2 separate regions of the Mus musculus genome follow, and region 1 is linked to region 2. A link is a contact called in public HiCAR-type data. All regions are on one chromosome and are shown on one strand. The core of a region is the stretch at or near the end of the contact, and the rest is flanking DNA. Distances in the headings are between cores, read along the strand shown.

The links. HiCAR-type assays count read pairs that join an accessible place to other places.
Region 1: a contact with region 2 is called in a HiCAR-type map of fibro-adipogenic progenitors, with 4 times the contacts expected there. The contact joins two enhancer-like sites. A contact is called at or near these places in 1 of 15 datasets of contacts at CTCF or cohesin (the NIH/3T3 cell line), 3 of 484 Hi-C or Micro-C datasets (3T3-L1-derived adipocytes, adipose-derived mesenchymal stem cells and nephron progenitors) and 6 of 115 datasets of contacts at active chromatin or transcription factors (epiblast stem cells, extraembryonic endoderm stem cells, fibro-adipogenic progenitors and 3 more).

The regions. Positions count from the first base shown.
Region 1 is chr3:102,666,125-102,671,097 of GRCm38.p6, reverse strand. No RefSeq gene overlaps it. Among named protein-coding and RNA genes, the nearest start is that of Gm40112, 26 kb to the left of the region's middle. Within about 2 kb of position 2,372, at least 55 of the 459 cell types and tissues checked have an H3K27ac peak or open chromatin away from gene starts, as enhancers often do. A contact at or near this core is called in fibro-adipogenic progenitors and heart atrium, where this site is marked.
Region 2 is chr3:102,357,454-102,362,493 of GRCm38.p6, reverse strand. No RefSeq gene overlaps it. Among named protein-coding and RNA genes, the nearest start is that of Gm40110, 13 kb to the left of the region's middle. Within about 2 kb of position 1,558, at least 8 of the 459 cell types and tissues checked have an H3K27ac peak or open chromatin away from gene starts, as enhancers often do. A contact at or near this core is called in fibro-adipogenic progenitors and heart atrium, where this site is marked.

The sequences.
Region 1 (4,973 bases), core at 1,123-3,622, 310 kb before region 2:
TAATTCATAGCTTAGATGCCATGAAAGGGAATGCAGCATCCAGAATACCACAATAACGTCCTTGTCGAATGACTAAAAAATAAAGTGTAAAATCTTTGAACTATGCTGTGCGCTATTGTAAAGTGTGTTGTTGTACTTTTTACTGGTAACAGTGCTATGAAAAAGAAAAACTTTGCAGAGTCCCCAAGTGCCTGGCCAGGATAATCAAAATTCCAGCATTTGGAATCAAAGGCCGCTTCCTTGTCTGTTTTTCATCTTCTTTCTTTCATGTAAAGTTTGTGGGTCTGGGTTGAGACACTGTTGTAGGTTATCTGGAGTTGTTGACATCGTATAAGATAGGACTAAATGGCCTGGGGTTCATGCGGGAAGTTGGAATACTGGGGAGAGATGGAGGAGGAGGAGAGAGGAAATGAGCCTCTGGGAATGCTGGAGGCCAGGAGAAAGCCCCTCTTTCACCTCGTGGCTATCGCTGAAGTTCTTTGCTGTCTCATGGTGAAGTTGCATGGATGTGTGTGGAGTAATACTTGTAGATAATTTGGAACTTAGACATGAGATGGCTTAGACGTGATTCACCAGCGGCTGTCAGTCTATCTTCCCCAACAGCTTTCTGAGTAAGTGACAAGCTCTCCGGCTTCAACTCCTTACTCCTGCTAAACCTAGTGTTAAGAATACAAACAAGATACTTCAGAAAAGAATCTGCCTCACGTCCAGTTGGATAAAGATTTCTCATACGTTTGGGAAAAAAAAAATCACTAAAAACTTTTAGCCTTGCTTGCAGATAAATCTCCAGCATTTCATTTCACAGTAATGACCACTATTTCAAAACACTTCCCACAGGGAATCCTATCAATGGATAGGAAGTCTCCAGAAGGTTACAGATAAGGACTGGAATGTTTCCTTTATTTGAAGAGTGAAATAACTGAAAACTAACCCGCTTGGTCTTCAGAGCTGGCTTCGTGTTCTCTGTTTGCAGGAACTTGCAATGTTGGTGCTGCAGGGACATGAGGGAATCTGGTTTAGCCCCTTGCTTGGCATATGGAGTGAGGGAAGTTAGTTTAAGGTCACATAGCTTGTCAGGATGGAGCTGGAAGCAAGACCCAGCTCCCTGAAGATTGGTCCAAGTTTCTTCCCTCTATGCTAATTAGCCATGTGGTAAAGTGCTTGATGGAAAAATTTTAAAGAATAAATGTAGAAGTGTATTTACTTTTTTACATCTGCTTGCCTGCCTGTCTGCCTGCATGTCTGTCTGTCTGTCTATGTACATACGTGTGTATGTATGTATGTATGCATTATCTATCTATCTATCTATCTATCTATCTATCTATCTATCTGTGATTGTTTGTGGGGTCATTTGGTTCTCTCCTTCCACCACGTGGGTTCTGGGGATTAAACTCAGGTCATTAGATTTAGTGGTGTATTATTTTGCTGAAGCCCCAAGACAGAAGATAACTTGGGGAGGGAAGGATTTAGCTCATGTACAGTTCCACAGTACATACAGTACAACACTGAGAGAACTTGGGGCAGAAACACAGACAAGGCTGGAACCTAGATGCTGGTACTTAAACAGAGACCATGGAGGAGTGCTGCTTACCGGCTGGCTCAGCCTGCCTTCTTATAGACCTCAGGACCATCTGCCCAGGGGTGACACTGCTCACAGTGGCCCAAGCCTTTGTCTTAGTTTGAGTATCCATTGCTGCAAGGACGCATCATAACCATGGCAACTCTTATAAAGAAAAACATTTAATTGGGGCTGGCTTATAGTTTCAGAGGTTTAGTCCATTATCATCATGGTGGGAAGCATGGCAGCATGCAGGCAGACATGGTGCTGGAGACAGAGCTGACAGTTCTATATCTTGATCCAAAGGCTGCCAGGAGGAGAGACTATGTCACACTCAGTGTAGCTTGGGCATATATGAGTTTTCAAAGCCTGCCTCCATGGTGACACATTCCTCTAAGAAGGCCACACCTCCTGATTCCCTATAGGCCAAGCATTCAAGCATGTGAGCCTATGGGGATCACACTGATTCAAAGCCCCACAGCCCTCCTACATCAAATACAAAAAGAAAACGCAATGATTGGCCAATCTGGTGAGGGAGTTTACTCAACTTATGTTCCCTCTTCCCAAATGACTTTAGCTTGTGTCAAGTTAACATAAACTAGCCAGCACTTTAATGGGTTCTGTTTGCCACTGTTTGCCACAGGAAAACAGCATGCCAGTGTTTTCCTGAAATCTGCAGTCATCTGGAGACAGTCTTGGAGGAGGCTTGGGCTTTTGGCTCTAAGTACTCAAATGAGTTGCTGTTGTTGAAGCTACTGATGAATCATGCTCAGCTGGAGTTTGAAGACTGGTCAAGTCAATGAACTTACCCGCTACCACTGTGCTCTCGCCAAGCCAACAGGAACCTCTGACCTCTGGCTCATCCGTAGCCCTCAGCCTCCTCTACCTCTGCCATTGAAAAGTGCCTCTGGCTTCCTTATGGTTGAGTCTGCCTCACCCCACCCAGGACACACTTGCTTCCCTCTGGAGTTTCTCACCAAGCATAGTAGAACCCTTGTTCTGGTGAGATAGACTCCTCTTGGTTCTCCAAGCCTCTCTTCTTTCTCACCAAGCCAGAAGCTCACATGTCCCCTGAAGATTTTCTGGCAGCTTCGACACAGTCTCCTTCTCCTTTGGAGGGTCTAAGGCAGTGGCAGAGTAGACTCCTCCCCCGGCCTCCAGACAGCACTCCTGAGCCATCCTCAGGTCCTCTGACTCTGGGGACCTTTATTATCGTTTCATATATACTTCTGACTCACCAAAGCTTCCTTAAAAGGTTTACTGATTCTGAGCCTTTCCTCCCTCTTCTAACCCTGACCAGCAGTTCCATTTCCCCAGACTTTGAAAATGGCTTGTGTTTGTCTCTCAGTGAACACCAATGCTTTTCCTTCTTTCTTAAAGGCAAACCCAAATCTAAAACATCTGTTTTTTTTCTCTCAGTTCAGAGAAAGAAGTCCAAGTGTCAAGGCCAACCTCTGGGTAGTAGTTGGGTCTGACTCCTTCCAGCCTCAGAATGTGGAGGCCAGCTCTCTGAATCACACATTTTGTGTTCCCTTTTCGCTGCCTGCAGCCTTTGTTCCCGCAAGAGTCTCAGCAACAGTTAGGCTACCTCAGAGCCCCTAGTCTCCCCCCAAAGAATGCTTTCCTCCTAGTGCTGACTCAATCGTGACTAATGTGATCTGTGGATCTGGTGTCTGGGCTCTGTACAATCTAGGAAAACAAAAGTCTTGAGTCTAGATAGAACCTTCCTCATCATAAGGAACTGTCCTGTGTCAGCTAGGTGTTGACGCATAACGTGGGCTCGGGTTGCTAAAGCCCAGATTGTGCTGTAGCCTAGCCCAGTCCTCTGCTACAGAGTCTCATAGCCATCATTACAGGACTGATAGGAGTTTCTGCATTATATAGACTCAGTCTGGGTTCCGTCTGCTTTCAGCTACATGACTTTTGGCAGGATAGGGGTCCTTGTAGGTTGTTGGTCTGAAAGCCTTAGTGCTTTGCTGATGGCTTTCTGGGGGACCTAGAGTTCTTTGTCTGGTGGGCCTTTTCACTGAGGATGAAGGGGGAACGAGGGAAAAGAGGAGAGAGAGAGAGAGGGAGAGAGAGACAGAGAGACACAGAGAGAGAGACAGAGAGACACAGAGAGACAGAGACAAAGGCACACAAAGAAAGACAAAAACAGAGAGACAGACAGAGACTATTATTAGAAGATCCAACTCAAAGCCAAGGGTATCCCATCTCCAAAGTCTTTTCCTCAAGTGTTGCACAAGTTTTACAACACATTTCTCTTCTTATATTTGGATGCGTCAGAGGAAAAAGGATGCGCAATTTCTGCCTTCTGACCACGCACATTCCCCAGCTCACAGGACTCCACAGAATCCTATCTTGAAGTTTCCAAGTTTCCAAGTTGCCCCTCTCCCTGGGCCTCCCCAGTGTGACCGCCTTTTCTTTTTACCACCCTCTCTCTCTCTTCAGCCTTTGGCCTACGCAGCCTCCCTGAGTGCTCAGGTGTGTGTGCTTGGTTCTGTCTACTTCTCTGCTGATTTATGTCCTCACTCCCGACCAGTTCTCCCGCTGCACTGTACACATTAGTTTTGTATTTGGATAGAGCCCACTGTGTGAGAAACGCTAGGAAGGCCAGGAGATCAGTGTAGTGTGTTATTTGGAGACAGAGAATGACCAGTGCACGCCTTCATCTGAAAAGATAATGGGGGGAAAATTAAACAAATTTGTGATGATCATTGACTTAGTTTTTTGAAGCAGGGTCTTGTATTGCTTACGCCGCCCTCTAACTCACTATGTAGCCAAGAATGACCTTGAACATTTAATCCTCTTGCTTCCCCCTCCTGAGTGCTGGGCTTACAGGCATTCACCACCACTCCCTGTTGTATGAGGAGATGGCTTTGTGTGTGCTTGGCAAGCCTCTTACCAACCGAGCTATGTCCCTAGCTCAAAAACTGCTTTAAAAATTCTCCTCATTCTCACCCATCTCAGCCTAGAGGGGCCTAGGGAAAGGTGAGCCAGCCAGACCTGAGCCATCTCAGCCTAGGGAAAGGCGAGCCAGCCATATCTGAGCCATCTCAGCCTAGAGGGGGCCTAGGGAAAGGCGAGCCAGCCAGACCTGAGCCATCTCAGCCTAGGGAAAGGCAAGCCAGCCAGATCCCAGTGCCCTGCTAGCCCTGCACTTGCCCACTGCTAAGTGCCCCCCTCCCTGGCACTGGCCCAGCACAGTCCTCCTCTTCATCTCTGTGGCACGCCTTTGGAATTTCTAACACCAGGTTGGTGCTATAACCTTGAAAATGCCTTAGAACGAAGCCCAGAGCCCTGTAAAGTCTACAAGTCATTTCTGGATGAATGAGTAGATGCTTAAAAAATGTGCAAATTCTTGGATCTTGGGATTCTTAAGGACATAAATAACCTGGACACAGCCGAGGGTAAC
Region 2 (5,040 bases), core at 309-2,808:
TCTCACACAGAGAGAGAGAGAGACAGAGAGACAGACACAGAGAGAGTGCCTCTCTATTCCCTCTGCCCAGACTGTTTTCCATTCTTTTGATGTTTCTAACCTTGCTCTCTTACCTGTTCTCCAGTCCTGACTGAGAGCCTTCCTTATTTCTGTTTCTTCCTTGAAGTGTGCTAGTCTCCATTAGCGGGCAGGTTTTAGGCTGGTTCAGTCTCTTGCCTTTCCCCTACTCCCCTGTATCCTGCCTGAAGACCAAGACCATCTCATCCTTGGAAGTTGTCATGGTTCATCTTGACAGTCAACTTCACAGGATTCAGAGACTCCCAAGCCCTGTAAAGCCCACCCCTGAGCATGTCTATTGGAGTGTTTTCAGAGAAGAGTGAGATGTGGGACAGTAGCGAACAGGGCAAGAACCTCCATGAATTTGGGTGGCCCTAACCAGTAGGCTATGGCCTCACATGGAAGAGAAGCTGAAGGAGGGAGCCAGACAGATACATAAGCTGCCCTCTCCCTGAGAGTGTGTGTCCACTGCCACATTCATCACCCAACTGGCACCAGTCTCTTCCACAGACTCACGCCAGCAGCTCTCAGGGGAATGCCTTTCGGTCGGGAAGCATCTCTGCTTGCTCTGATGCATCAGTGTCTTGGACTAAGCAACTACCTGGTTCTTAGCCTTTGAAGGGGGCAGGTGGTCATTGTTGAACTATCCATCCTCTAATCACGCAAACTAATCAATAACCCCCATTTATAATCGTGCACATGTGTGCATACATATTTTCCCTATTGCTTCTGCTCCTCTAGAGAATCCTGACGAATGCACAGGCCTAGTGCCTCACATATGGCAGGCTCTTTTGTTTGGTTGGTTAGTTGGTTGGTTAGTTTCTTAGTTAGTTAGTTTGTTTGTTTGTTTGTTTGTTTGTTTAACAAATCTTTTACTCCGAGGACTGTCATACAATTTGATTAGTGGATTTCATCCTGTTAGCCAATACATGTCTCTTGTAATTGTGAACATCCTTAGAAGATTGATCCATGGAGCTGCAGTTGCCTGATGTACAATCGTGAGTCACCCACCAGGTACTAAGGTGATGTGTGCTCCGGGCTGAGTGGGCAAGGCATATCAGGGGCAGACGTGCAAACAATGACTTTGAGAACAGAAGCCATTGCTGGACAATCACACTGTGACAGCATTTTGGAGCTTTGAGCTTCAGAAGAGTAAGGTTTACCCATTAGGTGACACTGGATGCTGCCCCACTGACCCTATGTGTCCACCTGAGGACAAGTTCCCTGTAGGTTTGTGTTACTGGGATGTAGGGAAGGAACTTGCCTCCCAGACATAACATCTTTCAGAAGACTCGAAGGAAACGCCGTGCTCCCCGTGGCTTCTTTACTGGCACCCAGTACAGCCTCCGCCAAGGCTCTTCCTGCCTTGTGCTTCTGGCAAGATCCTCTCTTCCCACACACTATTTTTTCCCCTTGTCAAAGAACTTTCTATTTTCTTCCTTGAGACCTTTTTTCTGGTCTGTCTGCTTTGTGTTTTGTTTTGCTTTCCCTGCCTTCCAGATATCCTTTCTCTAATGAGGTCAAAGACTGAGCCATCTGGCCACGGGTGACCTGTGAAACTTTCGGCTCGGTTTGAAGACATGGAGTTTAAACACTCAGGCATCACACATCCTTCGAGAAGACAAGTGCTGGATGGTTTTCAGCTGAGCAATGGAGAAGGAAAAAACCTCTTCCTTGTGCTGTGCACTAAGTACAAGTTAGCCAGGCAGGTCAGCTGCTTTTCCAAGCCCCACCTCACTGCTTCCCAGAGCACCTTCTGCAGAGAAAGAAGGCAAGCGAAAGTGGTGCCTCCCACTTCATAGGTATGGATGCCAGAGCTCTAGTGGGCCAGGAGATTGGCCATACTCATGAAAGTGGTGAGGACAAAGTTAGAATTCAAACACAGGGATTTGTAAAGCAGGGACTGGCCTCTGACCCTAGTAGCATCTATACTAGGTAAAACTGATTTCAAGAGTCTAGTCCTCTTACATTGGCACTTCTTGTGATGCTTCAACATTCTTTTTAAGTGAGAAGGGAACAGAGGCATCAGGAGACTTAGGGACTTTGGAGTATCAACTGTCTACCTTTTCTTTCAATAACAAAATGTCACACTTGGCATTTTGAGATAATATAAATGCATTCTTATATGATTCTCAGCCTCTTGATGACACCAATACCACATACCTTCTCTATAAAGCACGGGGCAAAAGAAATAATGTTTGTCTGCTAAGAAGCATTAAGTCAATGTAGACTTATAATGAAGCACCAGCTGTTACCAGTGGTACTAAGGTGGCTGTTGCAGCATTATCAGTACCACGGATGCTCACAACAAAACTCAGTGCGTTTATACTTCAACTCATTCAGCAAGGATTAGCTAAGTGCTTACTCTGAGTCAGGCATTATTCTTTGTAGTAGGGGCATGGAGTGAAGGAGATGAAGTCCTGCATAGCATGGAGTTGATATCCTAGTCAGGCAAAGAGTAAAGAAACAGGGAAACTTCTGGGAGTGAAAAGCAATTTGAAGGAATGGAAGAGCGGCATGGGATGGAATGCAGAGGGCAGAGGGAGCGTTCCCAGGAGCACCAAAACCAGAGACCTGCATGGTGAGGAAAAAACAGGCAAGCAGTGTCCTACGGAAGTGTTCTTTAGGTGAAATACACAGTCTTGAAGGACCCAAGAAGGGAATACACACAGTGTAGGAAATCCAGTGTCCTGAATCCAAGGCGGAGAGGGAGGAGGAAGCTTGCACGAGCAGATGGACTCTGAAGCCCACACTCTGCCTGGGAATTAACCTCACCTTTCTAAGCTCCAGTCCCTGAATCTGCAAGTCAGGGCGACACAAGTGAATAAGAAAAGAAGGCATGGAAGCATGGTCCTTGGCCCACAGAAGGCGGGGGAGCAAGCTCTGGCTGGTACTACATTGAGCTTTTAACCAGAACACGCTAAGCATCTGAAATGACAAGCAGTGAACAATTGTTAACTGTCATTTCGAAAGGGTACCTAAGGTCTCATGGGTTTGCAACAATGTGTCCCCTGCAGGAGCCCCACAGTTTCTCATGTTCAGGAGCAGAGGAAGGACCCAGCATGTCATGTTACCATATAATTTAAAATGTATCAACATGGTCCCTGTGGTCAGAATGACTTTCCTTTATCAGCACGCCTGCCTTACTGAATGGAAATGATGCTGAAAAAAAAAAAGGAAGAAAAACCAGAATTACAAAACTCAGGGCATTCTTTCTTAAGTCAATCACTTTCTGCCAAATCATTTAACTAAGGGTGGGGCATCTTTCTCTGTTTCCGCCATCATTCCCTGAAGACATTTATTCCTTCAGGAGGGAGGGCCTTAGGGTGAAAGGGTCAGTACAAATCCTGTCACCATGGAGTCTGGGCTGGTTTCAACTGTTTCCCATCAATGTTTTTTGTGGCTTCTGTATGTTATCACCTATTGGCCAATGGCCCTGGAGACACCAGAGTCCATAGCTGACATAATTTGGTTCCCATGCCAGTCAGAAATGCAGATACTTCTACATAATCATGAAGGACTGGATTCTATGAGCCCACTGTCCCCAGTGCAGATCTGATTTTCCAGGAGACCCCATCGTCTTCCTGAACTTGGAGAATCGTCACTAGAGCTGGCGACATCCAACTGGGGCACCAACACTCCTCGGGTAGTGCTATTCCAACCACTTCGCCCTTCGTAGGGAAACTGATTTTACAGTTTCTCTATTTAGGACATCAAGATAGGTTGCCATGGAAAAATGACATCTTCTAATTAAAAACACAGAGAGGTCACAAGTTTCCCAGAACAACTAGGGCACAGATCCTAAAAGGAAAGAAATGAAACATTAGAGAGAGAGAGAGAGAGCGAGAGAGAGAGAGAGAGAGAGAGAGAAGCAAAACTCCAGAACCCTGTCAGCCTGTAACTTTCCAAATTTGAGTGAAGCCTCGGGTGGACGAAGGGTGCTGATGGGAGAGTGGAGCCACCACCACTGGCTGTTTAAATTAGCCAGCAGTCTCAGCCAGTCTCAGCCGATCAACAGACTAGGGTGCTCAGGGAATATTGACCTGATCTGGGGACTTCTGAATTGGCTCCTGAGGACTAAGAAGGGTCCTGAAAGGACAGGGAGGGGAATCAGGAGGCTGTGGACTGTAAGAATACACTTTTCCCATCCTGCCAATTTCCCCCAGTTACACCATCTCTTGTCCATGCATTGAGATGGCACCTGGAACCTGCTCTGGGCTTAATGGAGTTCCCCCACACTGGGCTGTGGCCTTCTCCAATTGCTTCATGTCGTACCCCATGCCCAGTATCTAGCACAATCTTAACATTAAAAGGACTCTGTTTACTCAGTTTCTGAGCTCTGCCCGCCATTATTTATGTGTGTGTGCTGTATGCATGTGTCTGAATGTTGTGCACTTCTGTGAGCAGGTGCATGTGGCGTCTGTGAACGTGAAGGCCAGAGGCCGATCTTGGGTATCTTCTTCGATCACTTTCCACCTTGATTTTTAAAGCAGTCTCTTGCCGAACCTGGAACTTGCTGGTTTCGTTGAGCCAGCTGACCAGTGAGCTCCAGGAATGTACCTACATCCATCTCCTTAGTGCTGGCTACAGCCATTAGGTTTGTTTGTTTGTTTGTTTGTTTTGCTGTGGTGGTTGCTGGTTAGTTGGTTAATTGTTTTTTGTTTTGTTTTTGTTTTACATGTGTGTTAGGGATCTAATCTCAGGTTTTTTTATGCTGCACCTGGGATCCATCTCTCTAGCCCCTAGCACTGGGACAACAATAATATTTTAACAGAAAAACAAACAAACAAAAAACTCCCATGGTTCAAGAAAGGAAAGTCATACAGTGTAGATGATGATGATTGATGATGACGATGATGGTGGTGGTGGTGGTGGTGGAGCCTGCCTGGACTTAAATCCAACACTCTCTGACCCAGGGCTCAAGAATAAATGAATCCCTATGGGGTACATTTCTCCTCCCTCAGAGGCCAACTAGCAAGCATG